2 separate regions of the Zea mays genome follow, and region 2 is linked to region 1. A link is a contact called in public Hi-C data. All regions are on one chromosome and are shown on one strand. Each heading gives the region's core, a stretch centred on a gene start, on an enhancer-like site or on the middle of the called end of the contact. The rest is flanking DNA. Distances are from core to core; before and after follow the strand shown.

Region 1 (5,116 bases), core at 1,816-4,315:
TCTTGAAGCGCTTGATGATGAGAGCCATCTCTTCATCATTTAGCCCTGCCGCCTCAACTTGTGCCACCTTGCTAGGTAGCGCTTCCTTGCTTCTTGTTGCTTTAAGAGCAAAGGGTTGAGGCTCATTGATTTGACCATTCAATGCATCGTCCACGTATCTCGCCTCCTTGATCATCATTCGCCCGCTCACGAACTTCCCAAGAACTTCTTCGGGCGACATCTTGGTGTACCTAGGATTTTCACGAATATTGTTCACCAGATGTGGATCAAGTACAGTAAAGGACCTTAGCATTAGGCGAACGACGTCGTGGTCCGTCCATCGCGTGCTTCCGTAGCTCCTTATTTTGTTGATGAGGGTCTTGAGCCGGTTGTATGTTTGGGTTGGCTCCTCGCCCCTTATCATTGCAAATCTCCCGAGCTCGCCCTCTACCAACTCCATCTTGGTGAGTAAGGTGACGTCGTTCCCCTCATGAGAGATCTTGAGGGTGTCCCAGATCTGCTTGGCATTGTCCAAGCCGCTCACCTTATGGTACTCGTCCCTGCACAAAGAGGCTAACAACACAGTAGTAGCTTGTGCATTTTTATGAATCTGTTCATTAATAAATATAGGACTATCCGAGCTATCAAATTTCATTCCATTCTCAACAATCTCCCATATACTTGGATGGAGAGAGAACAGGTGACTACGCATCTTGTGACTCCAAAATCCGTAGTCCTCCCCATCAAAGTGTGGAGGTTTGCCAAGAGGGATGGAAAGCAAATGTGCATTTGAGCTATGCGGAATACGAGAGTAATCGAAAGAAAAGTTCGAATTAACCGTCTTTCTTTTGTCGTAGTCGTTGTCGTCGTTGTCCTTTTGGGAAGAGGTGGACTCATCGCTGTCGTCGTAGTAGACGATCTCCTTGATGCGTCTTGTCTTCTTCTTCTTCCCATCTTTGCGTTTGTGGCCCGAGCCTGAGTCGGTAGGCTTGTCATCCTTCGGCTCGTTGACGAAGGACTCCTTCTCCTTATCGTTGATCACAATCCCCTTTCCCTTAGAATCCATCTCTTCGGGCGATTAGTCCCTTTCTTGAAGAGAACGGCTCCGATACCAATTGAGAGCACCTAGACGGGGGGTGAATAGGTGATCCTGTGAAACTTGAAACTTAATCCACAAAAACTTGATTAGGCGTTAGTACAATAATGCCAAGTGGCTAGAGAGGAGTCTCAACAAAACACAATAACCACAAGAGATCAATCACAGAGATGGCACAGTGGTTTATCCCGTGGTTCGGCCAAGACCAACGCTTGCCTACTCCACGTTGTGGCGTCCCGACGGACGAGGGTTGCAAGCAACCCCTCTCAAGCGGTCCAAAGACTCACTTGAATACCACGGTGTTTTGCTTGCTTTACTATATCCCGTTTGCGAGGAATCTCCACACTTTGGAGCCTCTCGCCCTTACACTTGAAATTCACAAAGAAGCACAGAGTAAGGGAGGGATGAGCAACACACTCAAGACAAGAAATCACAACAACACCACTCACACAAGTCGCAACAAGAGCTCACAACAGGACTCAATGAGTTCACAACTCAACTAGAGCTCTAATTGTTATCGCAAGGAATCAAGATCGCGGAATTGATGTCTTAGTACTTAGGAATGCTTGGTGTATCTCCTCCATGCGCCTAGGGGTCCCTTTTATAGCCCCAAGGCAGCTAGGAGCCGTTGAGAGCAATCTGGGAAGGCAATTCTTGCCTTCTGTCGCCTGGCGCACCGGACAGTCCGGTGCACCACCGGACACTGTCCGGTGCGAATCTCTTTCCTTATTTGGCGAAGCCGACCGTTGGCGCCTTGGAGCCGTTGGCGCACCGGACACTGTCTGGTGCACACCAGACAGTCCGGTGCCCCCTTCTAGCCGTTGGCTCGGCCACGCGTCGCGCCCGGATTAAGCGGCCGACCGTTGGCCCGGCGACCGTTGGCCCGGCGACCGTTGGCTCACCGGACACTGTCCGGTGCACACCGGACAGTCCGGTAAATTATAGTCGTACGCCGTTAATTTCTTCCCGAGAGCAGCAAGTTCGCCTGAGCCAGTCTGGCGCACCGGACACTGTCCGGTGCACCCAGACAGAGCTGGCTTTGGCTGAACAAGGCCATCTCTTCTCCAATTCGATTTCTCCTGTTTCCAGCACTTAGACACAATGCATTAGTCTCTAAAATAATGTACTAAGTCTGAGAAACATACCTTTATACTTGATTTGTACTTTGTCCACCATTTGACATTTAGGCACTTGTGTTGGACACTAAATCACCAAAACACTTAGAAATGGCCCAAGGACACATTTCCCTTTCACTTGTACTCCAACATGTTGTACTATTATCTGTGCTTCCTTCTTTTGCTTCTTATTGGCTGGTTCGGAGCTTGAACCACCTGTGATTGGGAACACTAGCTTCGTGGCCGAAGTTGACGCAGCTTGATCACCTTGCGAAGCCATTGTCGTGGTCGTTGAAGTGAGTTCAGTGGAGGTGGACAACAATGCTGGTCTCTTGTTTATGATTGCTAAATAATAAAACAAGGCAATATAAATATTATATAAAAAAGACCTTTGTCCTTCGAAGCATCAAATCCTTTTGGGTTTGATGATTCTCGAACGAAGGTTACGAAGAACAAGTCTTCATCATTCACAAATACAAAAATGTATTTTCAAATGTAACCTTATAATAATTATTTATATCACATTAAACATTAAATAACATTGAAGTTTTATATCGTATATTATCAAAGTGATATAAGATATGTATATTTATATATATGTTTATTACATTGATAGATTCGGCTTGCTCTAAGGAGAAAATGAGAAGCAATCTTAATTCTGACGTGAACAATATGAGATACTGTTCATCTATTTATAGTAAGGGACGCAGTCCAAGCAAAAGTACGTTTATGACCCTGATATATACACAAAATTCTAATATAAAACATCAGAGATTAACTAGTCTTTTCCTTTTCGGCTCAACATCGTGTTTTGACCTTCGTAACCACCTTATACGGAAGTTGCATTCTTTGGCGCTTTACACATGTTTATTGTAGATTCAGTATTTAGTATTATTGCATACAAATAATTTCTCCTTAAGGATCTTCGATATAGAAAAAGACCCCCAACAGTCCACAATTAGTATTGACATGACTCAAACCTCATCCGTTTAGCAACCGTCCAAGAACGTCAATTTCAGAAAAAGAAGATCTCATGGTTCCATTTTCACCTCTTTTCTCCGTCTCCCCTTTTTCCAGCCATATTTGTTTCCGAACCTTTTTCGTGTACCGTGTTTATTGTGTTTTCCATTTCACCCCTTGTTTTCGACATGCCATTGCTCCTCCCTCAAACGCCACGGCTTTTTTCACGAACCAACTGTGACAATCCAGTCAATTCTGATCTCTAGGCCCTCGCTTCCCCTTCCTGTGGATGCCATCGGGGCGCTCACCGGGACAACATACTCCTCGACAGCGACGCCGCCGCGCTTCCTTGAGGAAAGCTCGTAGCTGCCCCCGCGCAAAGCTCCGGTCTTTCTTGGCCCTGACCCCTCCTCCCCGCCGCCGGCGCCGCGTGAGCACGCCGCGCTTGGCTTGATGCTCGACTTCTGCGCGCCCCACGGGCCCGCCAAGCTCCCGGTTGCGTCTGTCGCTGGGGTGCGAGTCGCCGGCAGGTGGTTGTGGCGATCGGCGGCGGTTGGGGCGGTGCGCCATGGCGTCTCCGCGCGGGCCTCATCCTTCGGTTCCCGGATCGGGCTCGATTCTCAGGTTGGTTGGCCTCCTTCCCCGTTTTTGACCGTTTGGCCGCACAGTTGGGGAGCAAGGAGCAATTCGTCGAACTGTTAGGCAGCAGCTCCGAACGCGCTTCTGGGGTTTTGGCAGCCTCTAATTCGACACCATTCATTAGTAGCTGTCGTAGTTCTGTAGGAAATATGGCTGTTGTCCTGTACTTGCTCATCAAGTAGTTTATCCTGATTCTTGGGGGAAGTTTTGTCCTGCAGTGCGATATGATGCTAGACAGGAGCTTGTATTTGCTTTGTTGTTCGCTTGCATCGATAGCTCCATGTCAATTTTGTATTGAATATGTTCCTACTTCCATTTGTCATGATTGAGACGATGATGCTGTATTTGATGGATCAAATGGTTTTTTGTAGAATTTTCACACAAGGGACCTCTCCCAGTTGTTGTGGATCGGTCCGGTGCCAGGTGACATCGCAGAGATTGAGGCCTACTGCCGCATATTCCGTGCTGCCGAGCAGCTCCATACTGCAGTCATGTCAGCACTCTGTGATCCAGAGACAGGAGAGTGCCCTGTACGCTATGATGTTGAATCAGAGGATCTGCCGGTGCTGGAAGACAAGGTTGCTGCCGTCCTTGGCTGCATGCTGGCGTTGCTGAACCGGGGAAGGAATGAGGTGCTCTCAGGGAGATCAGGTGTTGCAAGTGCCTTCCAGGGATCTGAGGACAGCACTGCTGATAGGATCCCACCGCTCGCCTTGTTCCGTGGAGACATGAAGCGTTGCTGTGAGAGTATGCAGGTGGCGCTTGCAAGCTACCTTGTGCCAAGTGAACCTAGGGGGTTGGACATATGGAGGAAGCTGCAGAGATTAAAGAACACTTGTTATGATGCAGGTTTCCCGAGGGCTGATGGTTATCCATGTCCGACATTGTTTGCAAATTGGTTTCCAGTGTACCTTTCGATTGTGTCAGATGATTCAGGAATGGATGAGCTAGAGGTTGCATTTTGGAGGGGAGGACAAGTCAGTGAGGAGGGACTGGCATGGCTACTTGGAAAGGGATTCAAAACTATTGTTGATCTCCGGGAAGAAGATGTTAAAGATGATTTGTACCTTTCAGCAGTTCAGGAAGCTGTCTCATCTGGGAAGATAGAGGTGGTGAATATGCCAGTTGAGATTGGAACTGCACCATCAGCTGAACAGGTTCAGCAATTTGCAGCTCTTGTGTCAGATGGCGCAAAGAAGCCCATTTATCTCTACAGCAAAGAAGGTGTTTCTAGGACGTCTGCAATGGTCTCAAGATGGAAACAGTATGTTACTCGTTCAGAGAGATTGGCTGTCCAAAATCACTCTCTAAATGGGAATGGTAACAT
Region 2 (4,776 bases), core at 1,838-4,337, 350 kb after region 1:
TATCCATCTTAACCATATTCCCCAACCCCGATGATATACACTAACCTCGAATCAATGTGACCAAGACCGGATATGAAAAGATCAACATCGACAAGGAAGGATATAACAGTCAAAGCGAATCCCGAGATGAATCAAGACTTAAACATTTCGGATAAAGTCTTTTCCTTGCCATAATATTTCTTACCTCAACTTGTCCAAGCTTATAACTTACATAATAAGTAGCTGGATACCTATGCTCTCCTAATCACCCACTATTGTCTATAAAAAAAATGAAAAAATGAGACTCTGGATTTTTGAACCAATTATAGACTAAGCTGAATTACAAACCAATCCTTTTGTATCCCTTTTCTTACAAATCTCGAGGATGAGATTTCTGTTAAGGGGGGTAGAATTTGTAACACCCAAAATCCGATTTTGGGTTTAGTAAGATTTTTCCAAAAATAATCAAATTAAAGTGTCCCTTAGTAATACTTATACTTTGGAAACCACCCTTTTCTAAAAATAAGTAGGAACATTAAAACAATATTAGTTAAAATAAAATAGGAATTCAGTTTGTAAATTTCAAGAAACAATGAGAATAGCTTCAATTTATTGGAATGGATTACCACCCTTCTAAGGCTATATATAAAATATTTTTTTGCGTGTTAAAGTAACTCATGATAGAAAGCAAATATACATTGCTCTCTCCTAAAATAATCAAGTAATGAATATTCACCTCTAAATGAAATTTTAACTTTAATACTTAAAACAATATTTTCTTAAAAATAAACATTTCATGTGTGCATTGCATATTTGAAATAATTTCACAAATAATAGGGAAGATAATTGGTAAAACAATAATTACATCACATGCTGGAGTTTTGTTGTACTTGTGCATATGAACTTGAATTTTGAATTCAGATTTAATTGTGTATTCAAAATAGAAATATGAAAATAAATTGAAAAAATGTAAAAATGGAGTCAGGTGCTCTCTGGGCTGAAACCCTCATCCGGCCCAGCAGACCTGCCCCTTTTTCCACCTCCCGGCCCATCATCTAACTCCAGCCCTACATCCGGGCCAATATGTGGGGTCATCCCGTCTGTTGGCTGCTCCTCACTCGCTCTCGCTGGTGATGCAGGCCCGTTCGTCAAACGATGCCGTGTGCGCATGCAAGCCGGGGCGCTGTGACCGCGTTCCCCTCCACCCATTGGCGTGTGGACCCAACTAGTCAAGTCGGGTCTTCCTTCTTCCCAGGGTTGTCGAGCCGGGGCCGAACTCCTCGTCGCGGATGGCGCCTGGGAGCTCGCCATGCCTGTTCCCTTCTCGGCACGGACTCGATCTCCAACTGAATCGCACGAGCCTCGGTTCGCAGGCATCCCTCGGGCTATAAAGTGTGTGCATCGTCTCCTTGGGACCCGCTCGCGTGACGCGCACGCCGAGGGCCGGGTCTCGCAGAGAACCACACTGTGAGCCACCATTACCGAGTCGCAAAAAGGATGGAGCTCGCCACTGTTATGGCCGGTTGTATTTACCACCATTCGGGGTCCTGTGAGGGGTATGGGTGACTCACCCTATACTAGCGGAGGCTTCTGTGGCGTCGTTGGGCGGATTGGGCCCCCCTTGCTTCGACTGAATTGCTCGCCGGAGTAGCATACCCACAGCGGATCGACCCGCGCGCGTGGGCAGCGTCGTCCGTGCCTCTGTCGTCGGTGAGAACCACCCTTTCATATTCACCATATTCTGCGGTTCACGTAGCACCTACCTGCGGTTGAATTAGGGCGTCGGGCGACTTGGGCATGGACCGCGTCGGCGGACCTCAGCCGTGGGGCGTGCAGTCACCGTCGTGGCCAGGCCGCCGGGTTTGGTGAAGGCCATGACCATGTTTTCGATGGAATTTGTTGTTTCTATAAAAAATATTGATTATATTTTACAAAATAAAACCTAAATATGAGATATATCAGGTTACTAAGAAAAACATGTATGTTTTACCGTATTTTTTCTTTTGATTTTTATATTTCTCATTTTTTGAATTTCGAGCGATTTTTTTAAAACTTTTTATAAACTGTCTCGGAAAACCATTCTCGTCTAGTTAAAGGTAACGAGAAATTTTACCGAAAACAAGTGGTTTCCGATCAGGTCACTGCTGGCCATGAATGACGTGGACATCAACCCGCTAGCATGTAGCCACCCATGCGCTAGCCTTCCACGTGTCCCTCGTGTGCCGGCTCTAGATGAGTTGCTTGCCCTCGCGTGGTCGTTGTCAGTTATGAGGTGCAAATCTGCCTGTCTCTAGCTATCTTATTTCTATTTTAAATTTTACAATGTAATCTACTGTATAAATCATCTGTTTTACACGATCTACGTGTCGCGCGAGATGTTCGTCGCACGTTCACGTGATGCCTTCCTCTTCTAGGGCTAATGGTGGAGGACTGCATTCACACCGTTAACTCCAAATGTGTCTGAGAATGCTCTTTGCAGTTAAAGTTGCATCTCTCAATGGGATTAACGGAGTTCTTTTGGCTTGTTTGAGAGCAAATAGAGTAGATTAGCAAGAGAATTAGCCCTTTAACAGCAACTTCAAAAGAACGTGTAAACTAAGGTTTTTCTTGGTCAAACAACTCCCTCGTTCTTCCAAAAAAATTCGCGTCCTACATCCGCAGCCTCCTCTCACTCATATTTTGGTGTATTCTCTCTTCCCAATCCATTCTTCAACGTATCGGATCATCCATAACCTCCCGATGACTGTATAGATTCCGCTACATGTTATATTTAGATAAACTGTTAGAGTACCCATCATAATTCACTCTTAAAACTTTTTAGCCTACTTTTAATAATCAGTTTTTGGGATAAAATTCTTAACATCCTTTTAGAGTTGCTCTGAGCCCTTCAATCTTCTTCCAAACAAACCCTTAGCTATATTTTCTTATCCTCACGATCCACCGAACAAAATTTTCCAGTAAAAAAAATACAGACCTCTTAAATCCATTTTGTACTGGTGTTGGTCAAACCACTACAAGGCATCTTTATTCTAGTGGAGCCTACTTGCCTGCTGGGCCATCATATTCATACGCCGCCTCCATACAGCTCGGAAAGATATCCCTCCGATCCAGTTCCGGCATGCTTAATCTTCGGGTCAACGGTTTCGATGGAAACCCAGTGAGACACTGCGGCCTTCGCCCTTCCATCTTCATCCAGCTGGGGAAGATAACCCTCCGATCCGGCGCAGGCATGCTTAATCTGTCCAGGTTAGTAGTAGATCTTCTCGACGCATAATATGAGTTGGTAGCCAATCAATAATTCATTCTACAGCCCCCCGCGTCGTCGTGAGGGACGGCACGGGCGGTTCCCGCAACGCCGCCACCAACCCTCTCGCTCCTCATCTCCCTCCCCTCGCCGCCGTCCGAGCTCGCTGGCGGAGGTCCGCCTGGCGGCAATGAAGGTGGCGGCGGGGCCTCTTTCCCACGGGCTCTCTCCCCACGCTCGCCATCAGGCTTGTCACCATGGTAGCGACGTCGGTGGTGGCTGACTTTTGAGTGGCGGGTGCTCTCGTGGTTCGGCCCGGTGGTGGCAGATCCGGTGACGCCGGATCCGGTAGTCCTCGATCCGATCCTTCGTTGTGGACGCCAGCGTGGATTAGCACGGAAAAGTCTCCTTTGCTCCACTGACAATGAGCTTTAAATTTTGCACTATAAAATTTAAGGATAGTAAGATTGGACTCTATTTCTATTAATTTTTGAACTAAAATATTTTTAGGGCCCCAATAATTTATGAAGAAACATTTGGATCGCGATCCATTACCACCCCTAACCTCGCTTGACTCTCCTCTACTTAGCTTAGGGGTGTTAATCTTCAAGTTAGGACCCTGTATGTTCTGGATGCCGTGTCAGTCATCCTCGACGAGTTCCCAGTTTGGTGCACGACGATCTCGCCGGCGTCGACACTATCTCTGTCCGAGAGCCCCGACGATAGCCCGGTGCACTTGCACTCGGGAGCGCTATGTCAAGCTAGGGTAAGAGACTTTTCCCCTGGTAATCCATGCTGGAAAGGACGTGGTGCGCGGGTGTGTTGAGTCACATAGGCGAAAGTGGCAAAACTGTGGCGTATTTCAAAATTCGTTGGCAATGTGTTATGGACAATCTAAAACTGGCATTTGGAGAGTTGACATCCGTAAGGATGGCAAAGAGTTAATTATCTAGCTTGGGGAACGTGGTCATGTTCCATGGCACTAGGTGGCGGCATAGGCGTGTTATGCTTTGGTGGCGGCACGGGTAAGGTGAGCGCGGCGTGACAACCTCTGCGGTGACTTGCGCGAGGATTTGCACAATAGTTTAGTTTGCACTTGCTGATGTCGATGACGAGAGCGCAACATGATGGATTCACACCGGGGGACGACGGTCTAGAGTCTAACAACCAGATCTGTTCAACTCAGATCGGAATCGTTTGTCGGAGATGTGCTTTCGAGTGACGACCGTGAAGAGGCGGTCCTAGAGGAGCTTGTGGCTGACTCAGGTGTGGTGGCAGTTGCGTGGAGGCGGCGGGAGGCCACGCATGCACATCGACGACTAGAATGTCGTGCGAGCGCAGTGCCTGCACGAAGGCCATGTGTGTGCAACGATCGTGCGACCATGATGTGAAGGCCGTGCATGATTTGTGGTGGGTGTGCGTGAGTGGTGGAGGCGGTAGGCAGTGCGTGTGCTGCGGTGGCGTGGCAATGGTGCGGCGAGGCCAGGAACAACACCAACACAGAGGTGATTGAGAGCACGTGGTGGCGGTGCGAAGTTGGCATGGCGAAGACA

What was found. Hi-C and Micro-C count contacts between places; a contact is called where the count stands out from the background.
Region 2: a Hi-C map of endosperm shows a contact between it and region 1, with 2.2 times the contacts expected there. The contact joins the promoter of LOC100273808 here to the promoter of LOC103654587 in region 1. A contact is called at or near these places in 2 of 25 Hi-C or Micro-C datasets (bundle sheath and endosperm).

What each region holds. Positions count from the first base shown.
Region 1 is chr4:215,482,654-215,487,769 of Zm-B73-REFERENCE-NAM-5.0, forward strand. It overlaps LOC103654587 (probable NAD kinase 2, chloroplastic), which reads left to right and starts at 3,066. Exons shown (of 8, transcript XM_008681429.3): 1 at 3,066-3,774; 2 at 4,161-5,116. The coding sequence starts at 3,604.
Region 2 is chr4:215,835,644-215,840,419 of Zm-B73-REFERENCE-NAM-5.0, forward strand. LOC100273808 (putative protein kinase superfamily protein) reads left to right here and starts at 3,088. Exons shown (of 7, transcript NM_001148209.2): 1 at 3,088-3,225.